Regions from separate parts of the Capsicum annuum genome. Here region 2 is linked to region 1. Evidence: chromatin contacts called from public Hi-C data. All regions are on one chromosome and are shown on one strand. Each heading gives the region's core, a stretch centred on a gene start, on an enhancer-like site or on the middle of the called end of the contact. The rest is flanking DNA. Distances are from core to core; before and after follow the strand shown. Region 1 holds the start of LOC107864663 (GDP-mannose 3,5-epimerase 2). Region 2 overlaps LOC107864665 (pyruvate kinase isozyme A, chloroplastic).

The links. A called contact is a pair of places that touch in the nucleus more often than the background predicts.
Region 2: a Hi-C map of leaf shows a contact between it and region 1, with 2.7 times the contacts expected there. The contact joins the enhancer-like site here to the promoter of LOC107864663 in region 1. A contact is called at or near these places in 4 of 5 Hi-C or Micro-C datasets (bud, leaf and placenta).

Annotation. Positions count from the first base shown.
Region 1 is chr3:19,371,339-19,377,867 of UCD10Xv1.1, reverse strand. LOC107864663 (GDP-mannose 3,5-epimerase 2) reads right to left here and starts at 3,793. Exons shown (of 7, transcript XM_016711101.2): 1 at 3,453-3,793; 2 at 911-1,321. The coding sequence starts at 1,320.
Region 2 is chr3:19,495,377-19,501,996 of UCD10Xv1.1, reverse strand. It overlaps LOC107864665 (pyruvate kinase isozyme A, chloroplastic), which reads left to right. Exons shown (of 6, transcript XM_016711102.2): 5 at 1-89; 6 at 1,086-1,768. The coding sequence ends at 1,387. Among protein-coding and RNA genes, the nearest start is that of LOC107864665, 24 kb to the left of the region's middle. Within about 2 kb of position 2,301, at least 5 of the 5 cell types and tissues checked have an H3K27ac peak or open chromatin away from gene starts, as enhancers often do. A contact at or near this core is called in bud and leaf, where this site is marked.

The DNA.
Region 1 (6,529 bases), core at 2,544-5,043:
TATTGAGAATTTTCGATTTTTTTTTAAGGAATTGGAAAGGGTAGTATCCTTAGCTACTCTAACTTAACAAAGGGGACGAACACGGGAAATCAGAATCAGCTATAAGGAAGGAAAGGACCCTATAGTGGTATTCATCACGGAACAAATATACTTTTTGACACGTTATGTTAAGATATCAAAAGCAAGAGGAATCAACCAAATGAAAATGTATTTGTCAGCCAGCTTTTTCAGTCTATTCACCCAAGCCCCGAAACTTTAAGACCACGGGTTGAAATCCCGTCTCTACACCTTGTTTTGCCTCATAAAGGAACATGACTGAAGATTGCAGTGCTCCTAGATGACTAGTAATACTTTTTGCTTTATTTTACTAGATATTAGAAAAGGCTTACGGATGTAAAAAAAAATTGGCCCACAGAAGGAAAGGGGTGCGACAAATAGAAAAAACTTCGTCATCTTTCTGCACATGAGGTCTAACATAACAAATTGATATCAGTAAACTCAACCATCTACAAGGAAATTACAGTACTAACCTACACCCAAAATTCTAAACAACTTTTTACATTAGTATGTGTATATTATTGGTTTCTTCTACTCGGTCACTGGGGACAGCGTGTTGCAGAGGGGTTTTTTAAAGCACTGAATTTAGATGGCAATATTATCCCCTATCTCCCACCTTGCCAAGGTAAGTCCATCATTTTAGAATGAACGAATGCCAAACGATGGTTGTCATATATAAATTTGCAAGTGAAATATTCATAATTTAATGTAACCCTTTCATCTTAAAAAGAGAAAAAAAAAGTCCAAATAAAACCAGTAGCACTTCAATACAGCATAGGTGACTTGCATTAGAACACGTCTGATGTTAAACACTGAACAACACTCCCTAAGAAAGCAGGAGAGATTGGCTAACCTCTTAATACCATTTATTCTTGAAGCCTCCATCATGTTAAAGCTGATCATAGTATTGTTATACATGATCACCGAGTGGTTAGACTGAATGAAGCCCATACCTCCCATATCGGCAGCAAGATTGAACACGTGATCAACTCCTTTTGTGACTTTTAAACAGTTATCCATAACCCTGAGATCAACAAGATGGAACTCATGACAAAACATGTCCTCAGACATGTGCTCATTCTTCTTCCAGTCAGAAGCAATAATGTAATGCCCCTCGGTCTTCAGACGCCTTGCAATGTGTGAGGCAATGAATCCACCAGCTCCTGTAATAGATATCCGAAGCTTTTCTGAAGGCCAGTAAGGTTCCCGCTCAAGGTTTTCATATGTGTATTCCCCGTACTTAGTTTCAACAGAAGTTCCCATTCTGTGCACAACATACCATCATTAAAAGGAAAATGTGGGGAATACTACGTCAAATGGAGCCAATCTCGAGAGTCTAGATGCATTAGTTAGGAACATAACAGAATCAAACTCACCGGATTATCAAAATACTTGCAAAAAGAAGGAACAACATTAATGAAGTGAATCTCCTTGTGGTTAATACCGAAACAAGAAGTCAAAGACATACATCAAGTAGGGATGAAGGACAAACTCTAGGTGTAAAGCACATAAAATGAACATCAAGAATAAAATTTTATCTGAATACACTAGGAATTACTTTGAAATTGTAATCTTTATTGCTTTCTTTGAGCCAAGGGTCTATTGGAAACAGCCTCTCTACCTGCCAAGAAAGGGGCAAGGTCTCCGTACACTCTACCCTCCGTAGATCTCACTCATGGGACTACCCTCCGTAGATCTCACTCATGGGACTATACTGGGTATGTTGTTGTTGTACGCTAGGAGTTGCATTTGAAAAATCACATTAAGAAAAGGGTAAGGGTCGAATTTTTCCCAGTCCTATTCAAAACATCTCACTTTCTCTATCCGTCATACTTTGGTCTAATATTGCCCCATCGTTAGGAAAGAGTCTCGTCGCTCTTCAACCTTGATGGAATTCCTCAATCATAGAGTGAAAAATTGGCAAGAAAATTGGAACACGTGGAGTCCACCCCTAATCACACCCGAGCTCCATAAATGCCAAATGACAAATATGAGATGATTTGCCAACGTCAAGGACATAAATGTACTTTTGGGAAATTGAGTCATTGGAAATAGTACAGGGGAATATTTGAACCTCACAGAAATAATGGGGTTGACATGATCCCTCAATTGATAGTTATTATCAAGTCATCTTTCTTCTTAATTTCAAATTTTCACAACAAAGAATTTAACTTTTTGAGATAATTACTATTATATTAGTTGAGTGACGATACAAGAAATCAACTCCAATTAGGGAGACAAACAGGGATACTCACTCCATCTCAGCCAGTCGAACAAAATACAAAAACTAACACCACAAAACTAAAAGATTCTCTTTTCAATAAGGAAAACAAAAAAGATTCACTTAACATAGGCTTTTTCATATCACAGCATCAAGATATAGTATTTGCCATCCGTTATACTTTGGTCTAATTTTGCCCCGTTATTTGGAAAATGTCTCGCTCTTCGCCCTTGATCCCTAATGGAACTTCTCAATGATAGACAGAACCTGAAAAAAATAAATTGGACCTCTCTTCCTCGGATAAATTGAACACGTGGAGTCCACCCCTAAACACGTTCGAGCTCCATTAATGCCAAATGACAAGTATGAGACAATTTGCTAAAGGCAACGATATAAATGCACTTTTGGCAAAATTAAGTCATTCCAAATAGTACATCGGCAAATTTGAACCTCCCACAAATAGGGAGCTTTGATTGCTCAGATGGTCACTCAATTAATCATTCTTATGTAAAAAAGTCTCTTCTTCTTGATTCCAATTTTTTACAACGACGAAAGTAACTTTCTGAGATAATTACTGTTAGACGAGTGAGCATATGCGAAATCTAACTCCGTATAGGTAGACAAACAGGGATACTAGTAGAACCACCCTATCTCAGCCAGTTAAACAGAACACAAAGAATACACCACAAAACAATAAAAGATTCTCTATTTTGGACAAGGAAAACAAACAAGATTCATTTAACAAAGGCTTATTCACATCACAACATTATGATATAGTATTTGCATAAAGAACAAGAAAATTTATAAACAGAACTAAAAACTATTCCTTATTGCAGCACCACAACAAATTAAGCACTAAACAATTCAGCAAGTCCACACAAAACACCCAACTAACACAGAAAAAATGTATTGATATACCAAATAGACCAAAAAGGATAGAATTTTTTTCCATATTAAGATAAAAGAAGAGAGAGAGAGAGAGAGAGAGAGCAACAAGTGTACCAAAACCTCAAAAAATCCAAAATGAGAAAAGCAACCTCGGAAAAGTTATAAAGAATCAAATCACATTAAAAACCCTTAAACCCCACAAATTAAAATTAAAGATTCAAAGAGAAAACACATCCAAATTAAAACCTCAACAAAAAAAAAAAAAGGAAGACAGAGTGCAAAATACCTTGAAAAAATTGGACTTTTGAGGTCTTGAAGGAAATGGCAAAACTCAATAACGATAAGGGGCTATGTCTTCTTTTTTGGGGGGAAGAGGGGTGGGTGGGGGATCTCTATCTTTATAGAGCTAGTTAACAATTTCCAAGTTGCAGGGGTTTCCTGGTTCAAGATTAATATAGTAGGCAATATTCTTTATGTGGACCAGAATTTATAGAGACGGAAAAGGGGCTGTATATCTGATGTGGAATATAAAGCATACTAGGAATAGAGTCGGTTTGAACAATCATCTTCAAAATCCATTTTCATTGGTCTGTACTTTGTAATAATTCTAGGCCATGAAGACTTTCATTCACACGCTCATTTAATACATTATTATTATTTTTTAATAATTATCATTCGATATTCGATGTTCGAAATTTAATTGCATGATTAATTCAAATTTGCATAGATTTTAGTTAAATGAGGTTTTTTATGGAATACTCGAATAAGTGATTTCCAGAAAGAAAATATTTCATAATTAGCGGTTATAACGATAAATACGATAATTTTTGAAATTTTTGAATGCATGCATGTTGAATTAGGGGATAAAGGAGATAAGAAGCTGCACAGACTCGTGGAGGTGAGAAAGTGAAATGCTCGAGACCTCGATCAAGTGAAGTGTGAAGTACGTCAATTATGAGGAAGTCTAGCCTCATCATAGGATTGAAAAGTTTTAATCCTCATTGGTAGGATTAGGGAATGGAGATATCCAAGCAAAGGTGGGAGTGACCTTTGTTGTGAACAAGATGAAAATAAGGTTAAGAACGTTTGAACATGCGCGAGAAGTTAGATATAGTGAGTAAGAGAAAAATCAATAGTAGGTCAAATAAGTACCGAAAGATGCGCTTAGACAGGACATAACATAATTTAACTTATCGGGGACATGGCCTTAGATAAGACTGTGTAAAAGTTACGGATTAGGATAGAAGATTAGTAGATTGTGGAGTATTGTCTTGCTTCTCGATGGTTTGAGGTTTTGGTGGTTTATGTCTTAGTATTAGCTTTATTCTTCTGGTGTCTTATTTTTTATGTATATCATCATAGGTCGTTTACGATATTTTAATCATTGCACTATTTTTTTTCTATTATTGTTTCCATAATAGTTGTTATGTTTTCTTCGTTGTCGATTTCTCTTTTCTTATTTACTTTGATTGATTCTACTCAAGCTGAGGGTTTCTGGAAACAATCTCTCTACCTTTATTAAGTAGTGATAAGATCTGTGTACACTCTACTTATCGAAATTTAATACGCAATCTATACAGGAGGCAGAAGTTTCATAACTATAAATACTTGTACAGTAATATATCAAATAAGAATTGTCGTTATATGATTTCGACTGAAACTAAAAAAAAGTACGCAGATCAAAAAGAATCCATCAAAATAATTAAAATAGAATTTTTCGAAGAATGTGTTGGGTTATTGGGTTTTTTCCCCTTCCTATATAGATAAATGAAGCTCAATTTGGACCAACCAACTTTTCGCCCATAGACCTATTATTATGGGTCATATATATTCTTCTTTTTAGTCTTATTCCAACATCACAAAAGAGAGTTTTCAGCAGCCCAAGAGAGAAAAGAAAGCTGATTTTCGCCTAAAAAATTCAGTCATAGCTGTCAACTTCAAATTGCGATTTCCGTTTTGTTTCTTGTCCAATTGAGATGATTTTTGGACTGCTTGTTCCTCTCATCTCAATCTTTGATTAGAAAATGACGGAGTTTGGTTTGGTGGCCTGTAGCTCCTGTTCTTCATTCCCGAACAGTAGCTGCGTTTTGATATTTTCGCTCCTTTATTTCTCTAGTATTTGGTGTTGTGGTTTATGTATTGTTGCTTGTTGTTTGACACTTGTTTGGTGGCCATTTTGAAGAAAAATATTGTAACTCTTTGGTGATTATAATGGAGATTTTGATCCTGTAATTTTTAACTCTTCACTGAAGGGTTTTTCACGTAAATTTGGTGTCTCTTGTTCTTGATTTTATTCTTATCTTATTGTATTTGTCTGGTGATTTATTTACTGCCATATTACCTTATTTTGCTTGAATTTGCTTGTCAAAATTTAGATTTGGGTATTCTTTCGCTGCTATCCTGTCTAACATTTTGATTGTGCTTTTGCCTCTCTCCCAATAGAAAGAACCATGTAATAGAAATTAATAGAGAAAAGACACATTCCCCTCCCCCCCTAAAGTTGCAACGAAAACTTACTTTAGTCATTAAACTTAACTCGTAATTATTTATCCCCCTTATGAACTTTAAAATGTATTATTTTGCTCCCTTAATGGTTGACGTGGCCAAAAAAAAATAAAAGCGTGTTTTAGTGGGAAAAAAGTGTAAAAAAAATTTAAGTGGGGCTCACTTTAATATTTTTAATTATTATTCTTTTTCCTTCTTCCTCACACCCCACCACCCCCATTTCTTCTTCTTCCTCACACCCCACCACCCCTATTTCTTCTTCTTCCTCCCACCCACCATGTCTTTTCCTTTCAAACAACACCAAACAAGGAAAACACAAATCAAATGGAAAATTATCAACATCAAACAACACTAAAAATACTGTTTTGACCGCATAATGTAATCAACTTTACTAACTTAGATTACTTAGTATTCACAAGAAAAGCAGCTGACTGCTGATCCAAGAAACACATGAACAAATAGTTAACGACAACATAAGCATATAACTAAACCTTTATTAGCAGACAATTATGTAAGGAAGATCCAAAATAATAGAAAGCAAATTTTAAACCAAAATTAAGCAACCAATGAACTTACAGATGGAATTAAGATGACCAGAACAAAATAAAGTTACCAACTTTTAGGTATTGAAAAGGAAAAAAAACATTAAACAGAAATCAAAACATGAAGAAATTGTAAGATAAAAAAAATACCAAAGCACAAGATATTTTGGGAGATTTATAAGATTTTTGTAGATTTAAGAATAAAATTATCGATATGCCCTTTAACTACCACTTCGTTTAACTTCCATATATGAAATTATGGGGAGCCGCCATAGCATTTGACGTCTTCCGAATTCCAACCAACCACTAGGAGCTT
Region 2 (6,620 bases), core at 1,052-3,551, 130 kb before region 1:
ACGCCGGGAAGTTATTGAATTGCCATCCATAGCATCTTCATTTTCCGATAGTATTTCAGAAGAGATTTGCAACTCTGCCGCCAAGATGGGTAAAATTCTATCTTTTCGAATGCTGATTGATATGATTTTTATTGCTTTTTATTTGTTTTATAGCCTGCAGATTTAAAACTACTTTGTTTCTATTGTTGTTGTGTGGTCTGTGGACTGGGCTAGTCAAATGGTGAAATTGCAATAGTGGACTTCTTCTTAGCATTTGCCCAATATTTACAGAAGTTAGTAAATAACCTCAGGTAACTGGGAAATGTTTGTAGCTTATAAACAAGAAAAAATAGGAGAATCATCTGAAAGCTGTGTGCTATGAAGAATTTTTCTTGGTTAATCAATCTGTTCAATTTGCTACATCGTTAAAAACAATTAAAAGTGGAAATTGTAAAGCCCTCATTATCATGTCAAAGCGACAAGCTCTTGTGAATCTAAGAAATACTGGTTCTGATGCATCATGCATTTTCCGAGGCAGGATATCCAAAGTTATAAATTATAATACCTTGTTAGACCCAAATAAAAAAGGCAATAAAGTTGTCCTATTTATGGTTCTGTATAGGGAATGCTGAAAAGTGTACAAATAATGGAGCTCATCATTGCAGCATGTTAGCTCGTCTGAAAAATGAAACATTTGGATACATTTGAGAGCTAACATACCACCTTCTGTGTTTGCACATGAATTATCTGGCTGCATGGACATAAATTAAACACCACTTTTTTTGGCTTTTAATACAGACCTGGAAATGTTTATGTAGGTACATGTTTTTTTATAACAATTAGAAGGATACATGTATAAATGCAATTAAGTGAAAACTGGAAAACCATTCCCATTTTCTTTAATTTCATCCAATTTTAATTTTTATTCAAGCAATGGGAAAATGTTACTACCTTCTCCAAATACTAATGAAATGGGTGGTGGGAATTAAACCAAAAGCACGTTTCAACCCCAATAATTATATCATACGCTGAAGGAGAGTCTTCAATAATACACTTCATAATATCTTACTATTTGGTCTAGTGATTATTTCCATTCTGATCTGCAGCTAACAATTTGGAAGTTGATGCTCTTTTTGTTTACACCAAGAATGGGCACATGGCATCTCTCTTGTCACGCTGCCGCCCTGATTGCCCAATATTTGCATTTACAACGGCAACATCTGTCCGTAGACGCCTGAACCTGCAATGGGGTCTAATGCCATTTCGTTTGAATTACTCCGATGATATGGAAAGCAACCTAAACAAAACTTTCTCCCTGCTAAAAGCTCGGGGCATGATCAAGTCAGGTGACCTCATCATTGCTGTATCCGATATGCTGCAGTCCATTCAAGTTATGAATGTCCCATGAGTGCAAAACTAAGTTCTGTATTTGAGTTTTGAGCTTGGCAACCTCAATCATATGCCAAATATTAAATTATTAGGAAGTTCAACCATTTGGTACTGCTAGGAAGTAAACAACGATGAGCCACTTATTTTCCCGAGTATGTTCCCGTTTCAGGTGGATGGATCCTTACAACATTCAGTGTTACTGAACCGTCATGCGCTTGTGGTCAAATTGATATGTTGCAACATGTAGCTAAGTAGACTGTTACTCCCTGTTTCCCTAGGATTCCCAAGATGTAGCCTCTACTTGAGTTATTGATTTAGATGTGCTATTTTCCCTAGAAATAATTGCGGTAATCGTGGATTCTGTACTTGCACTGTTATGATAGTGTTGTCATTGGTGTGATTTTGTCTTCTATTTGTTAATCACATTTGGTCTTAATGTAAAATATTTTTCCCTCGGTAGAGGACCTATCGGAAACAGTATCAATCAATTAATCTCACAGTCACAAAACGTGGAAACTTAAGCAGAAACGAAAGAGGAGATTGAGGGAAAGCACTAAATTGAGGGCTTTGCTCGCTCGCTCTTTAACACTTGTTTAGAAATTGATACAGCCACAAAGCTTCAACAAAAATGTCATTTGGGTCCAATTCATTCTTAGGGTCAAATAACGACAAAAAAAGATATGTCAGTAACCTAGCACGACAGAAGGCCTATTGAAAGTATACTAATATACAAGGGTAAGGTCTGTATATATTCTGATAACAAATATATTGTTATACAACTGTTTATCTGATCGAGAGAACATTACATGTCTTTATTATTTCAAAAGTAAAAGCAGTACAATGGGAAATTATAAGCCTCATAATTAGGTTAAATGTATGTGTGTACAATACTGGGCCTCCTGTAATGAAGGTGCCTTTGAAAATAGACAGGTATGACAAAGTAACTTTTGTTTGTAGCATGATGAGATCAGCTAGTTGTACTCCCGTCTTTGTCACACAAACATTGGGAAAAGGGGAAATAGCGATTTTGGTCCCCTCGGGTTGGACCGCGACTACTATTGGCCCGATCTCAAAGAAGGAAAAGAACGAACTAAAAGCTATTCAGATCCCCTCCATAAAATCCAACTACACCTCTCCGTTGTTGCAAAATCAAGATTCTTTTGGTGTTTTCCCAATTTTTTATAGGTAGAGCTATCTGATACAACATGTGCTGGTGGAGGATGATCGGTATTATTTGCTCCCTAAACTTGCTTTCATGTCATTTTTGTCTTTGTTATAAGTAGAATTATCTCATACATCTGTTGTTACTGAAAGATACTAGGTATTATTCGATATCTCTAAACTCGCTCTGAAAGGAAACCCTTTTTAAAGTCGGAAGCAGTTCATCCCTACTTATGGGAGCTTGTGGATAGTGAGGAAGTCATAATCCATCTCTGAGTTTATTGATTTGTGTATTTGTATGGCGCAGAATGTTAAAGTCGAGGTGTGCATAAGATAGTTCAGACATTAATCACTATCAAAAATGAATAAGGCTAACCATCTCGATCCTCGATTGAAATATATTTAATGACCATACAAAAAATATTTCAGAACTATTCATGAATTATTAGTCGATTTATTATAAGGTATAGTTTATCCATCTGAGTTGGAATAAAAGTTTTTTTTACCTGTGTGTGGGGCAAGTATGAGGTTCTCTAATAATTCAAGGTTCTTTATTAGTTTTCTTTGTATTAATTTGACAATTGATGCTTCCAACGCTACTACAATAATTAAGCATAATTGAAAACAAACATAGAGTATGATTGATGTAAGTAGAATAGACTCCAAAATACAAGGACCCTTTATTGACAGGGAAAGTGCATTTTTAATAAACAAAAATAAATTAAGAGAAATTAGCTGGCAAGATACAGACACAGGAAAAACAACATCATTTGTAGGATTTTCCTTTTTATATAGTATATGTTTTATTTCATTTTTTATATTTAATATATATTGAGTCGGATTTCTGAGTTGAATATCTATCAAAACAGTTTTTCTATTTTTCAAAAATGGGTAAAGTTTGTGTATACATTACCTTTCTCAGGCCGCAGTTACGAAATTATGATGAATATGTTATTATTGTATAGATTGAGACGGATAGGGTTTTGGTAATTTTAAATTTTTTGAATAATGTATTTTTTTCTTTTAAAAAGTGAGGATGATAAAGAATGGAACAAAGGAATAAGAGATCTGAGATACTAGGTTCAGATTTGTTCTTTTAAAATACTAGTAACTAAAAAAATGGCCCAAAATTGAACTGTCTGAAAAATACTAAAAAAAAATTGATGGCATTTAATTTTAAATGAGTTGTCATCATCTTCCTTTATTAGTATTTATATTATTTTTGTTGTTGTATCGATAGTCACTGTGGCTGAAGAAGATGGTGCTTGGATGCCTAATGTCATTTTTAAAAAAATAATTCACTGAGGTGTTAGGTTTTATATTGGAGCTCACTTAAATTTGACTTTGCACAAAAAGTATTATATTGAAGATAAAACGGTCCAAATAAAGGTGACTCAATACCTAACAAGAGTCAAATTTAATATCTCCGATTAAGAATGAAGGAATATTTAACAATTGATTATTAACTTCTGCTACCTATATTCATTATGTACTACTAGGCATTAATAAAAGTATTTCCTTAATAAAACTGATGGAGTTATTTCCCCATTTTTGTTCTTCTTTTCCAGCCAATACCAAAGAGAGGAATTATATTTTTTAATATTCTAAATTATGTGACAAAATTCTCAGTACATTTTGCCAATATTTTGGTGTAAATGTGGGAGGATGTATTCAAGGTGGCTCAAGGATAAGACTAGTAAAGCATTTGTTTTAGATCTTCAAAGTTTTAAGACCTTAAAATTTTCATAGTAAATTTTGTGATTTCAACTTCACTTTGAAATAATAATGATGATAGCGAAATACGTTAAAAAGTTTATTTAAAAAAAAGAAAGAAAAAGTTATCTAATTTATAGCAGAATATTTTCGAACTTTAAAGTAAACAACTCAAACTTGATATTAATAAATATAGTTTTGACTACAACATCTAGGTTAATGTATTACAAACAAATGGCTAATATCTTATTAACTATAATTCATCTTTATTTTTATTAATAATCATATTAATATGTGAAGTTAAATATTATATATCTTTCAAAGTACTGCACAAAAAATAACTTTTATATATAGCGAAAAACGACAATTCTCAATTATTATAATATTATTTTTGTATGTATGTGTATATACTTAAGGTCTCTTATTAAAGTTTGATTTTAGGCCACTAATTTTTTTGAGACACCCAGATATAGTGTATAAATTATGTTTCTATTAGAATTTATCATTCTTGCTCAATCATGTATATATGATAAAAAGGAAGAAAAGGTTTAAATTGATCGATTTTCATGCCTAAATCAAAAGTTTACAAATTTTGGAGGTTCTCCATCCATTTCGAACTCAACTAATTAAATGAGTTATAATAAAATTTCAAAACTCAAATTTGTAGAAATTATGTTTCTATTAGAATTTATCATTCTTGCTCAATCATGTATATATATGATAAAAAGAAGAAAAGGTTTAAATTGATCGATTTTTATGCCTAAATCAGAAGTTTACAAATTTTGGAGGTTCTCCGTCCATTTCGAACTCAACTAATTAAATGAGTTATAATAAAATTTCAAAACTCAAATTTGTAGAAATCAAAATCTAAATTCATCCCTATTCAATTGAAATGACATTTTATTGTATATTTGGAATTGCACCAAAAAGTCGCTAACGCTGAATTTAGAGGTCCAAATGTAGTTTTATTTATGTAAGTACATAAATTTGCAGAGGAAGTTTAATTTGTTTTATTAAAATCGTTTTTGCATAATTTTTTTTAACAAGTAAATGATATCAACACCAAAAAAAGTGTTATTTATCCTATTTGCAATCATGTAAACAAATATGAGGTTAAAATGGAGATAACTATTTCACCAAGTTTGAAGGATGGATTGTGACTAGCATAAAACATGATACTTAGTACTTAAATTACAAAGAGGCAACCATATAGTAGAGAAGAATTTATTTTTTCATATAAATTAGTAATTCACTTGATATATAGGAAAACTATAACTAAATTTTACCATTCAATAGGTCAAAATATTTGTTGTTGCTCCTTATTTTATTTTTTTCCAACATACTTCTTTATTCATGCTTTTTTTGAGCCGAAGATTTTTTTAGAAATAGAACCTCTAGCCTCACAAAGGATAAAACACGCACACACGTTAATCATTATCTTCTATAGATCTCACTTGTGAAATTATATGAGATATTTGTCTATTGACTACTTCCTTGATCTTTTTCTTTATCCTCCATATGTAGAGTGTAGTACTGTAGTAGAATGTATATGGTTTGTACAAGTACAAGACGAGAAAACATTGAGTGCTTAGCCACTTGGAAGTATATTCCTGAATGATATATACAGAATATAATTACTTCTTTTCTTTTGTTTTTTTTACTGAAATAATAATTGGATTAGGTTGAATGGGCAAATGATTCATAACCAACCACCAATTTTTAATTTTTTTTTGTGCACAAGTCACAACCATGGCCTCAAAACTATCAAGTTCTATAATTTCAAAGTAGGACCCTTCACCTGCTTTTTTATTTTATTTCGTGACAAAAAAAAATAAAAAGAGTTTTAATTTTGATGTGACTTGAAAACCTATCATCACCTGCTACACTAGTGTAGTACCATCAATTTTGACGACAATTCCATCTTGACATACTATCAATTAATTTTACTATGTTCTTTGCTTTTCAAATGGAAAGGGTAATGTTAATTTTACTGAGATAATTATTTTCGGAATAACTGATAATGTTATTATCATGTGATTAGGAGATTAGGGTACAACTTTAAATTGTGAAAATAATTTCTTGTAAAAATATAAGGTGTGGGTGTGTGCTAGGAAACCTTTTGATCCGATCCATCACTTAACTCTATGTATAACGAAAGTTTTAGTGTTTTTTAAATTTTTTACTTTTCAAACTATGTGGTTTTTTTCTTTTCACAAGTAATATTCATAATGGTCCTTTTCTAGTGATCATGGACTAAGTCATGCCTATAGGCTATAAGAAAAAGGAATATTATTAGCACCTCAAATCTAATTAATTTTGTGTGTTATTTTTCAAAGACTGACATGAACTTGAAAGGAAAAGATAGAAATATTACTCTC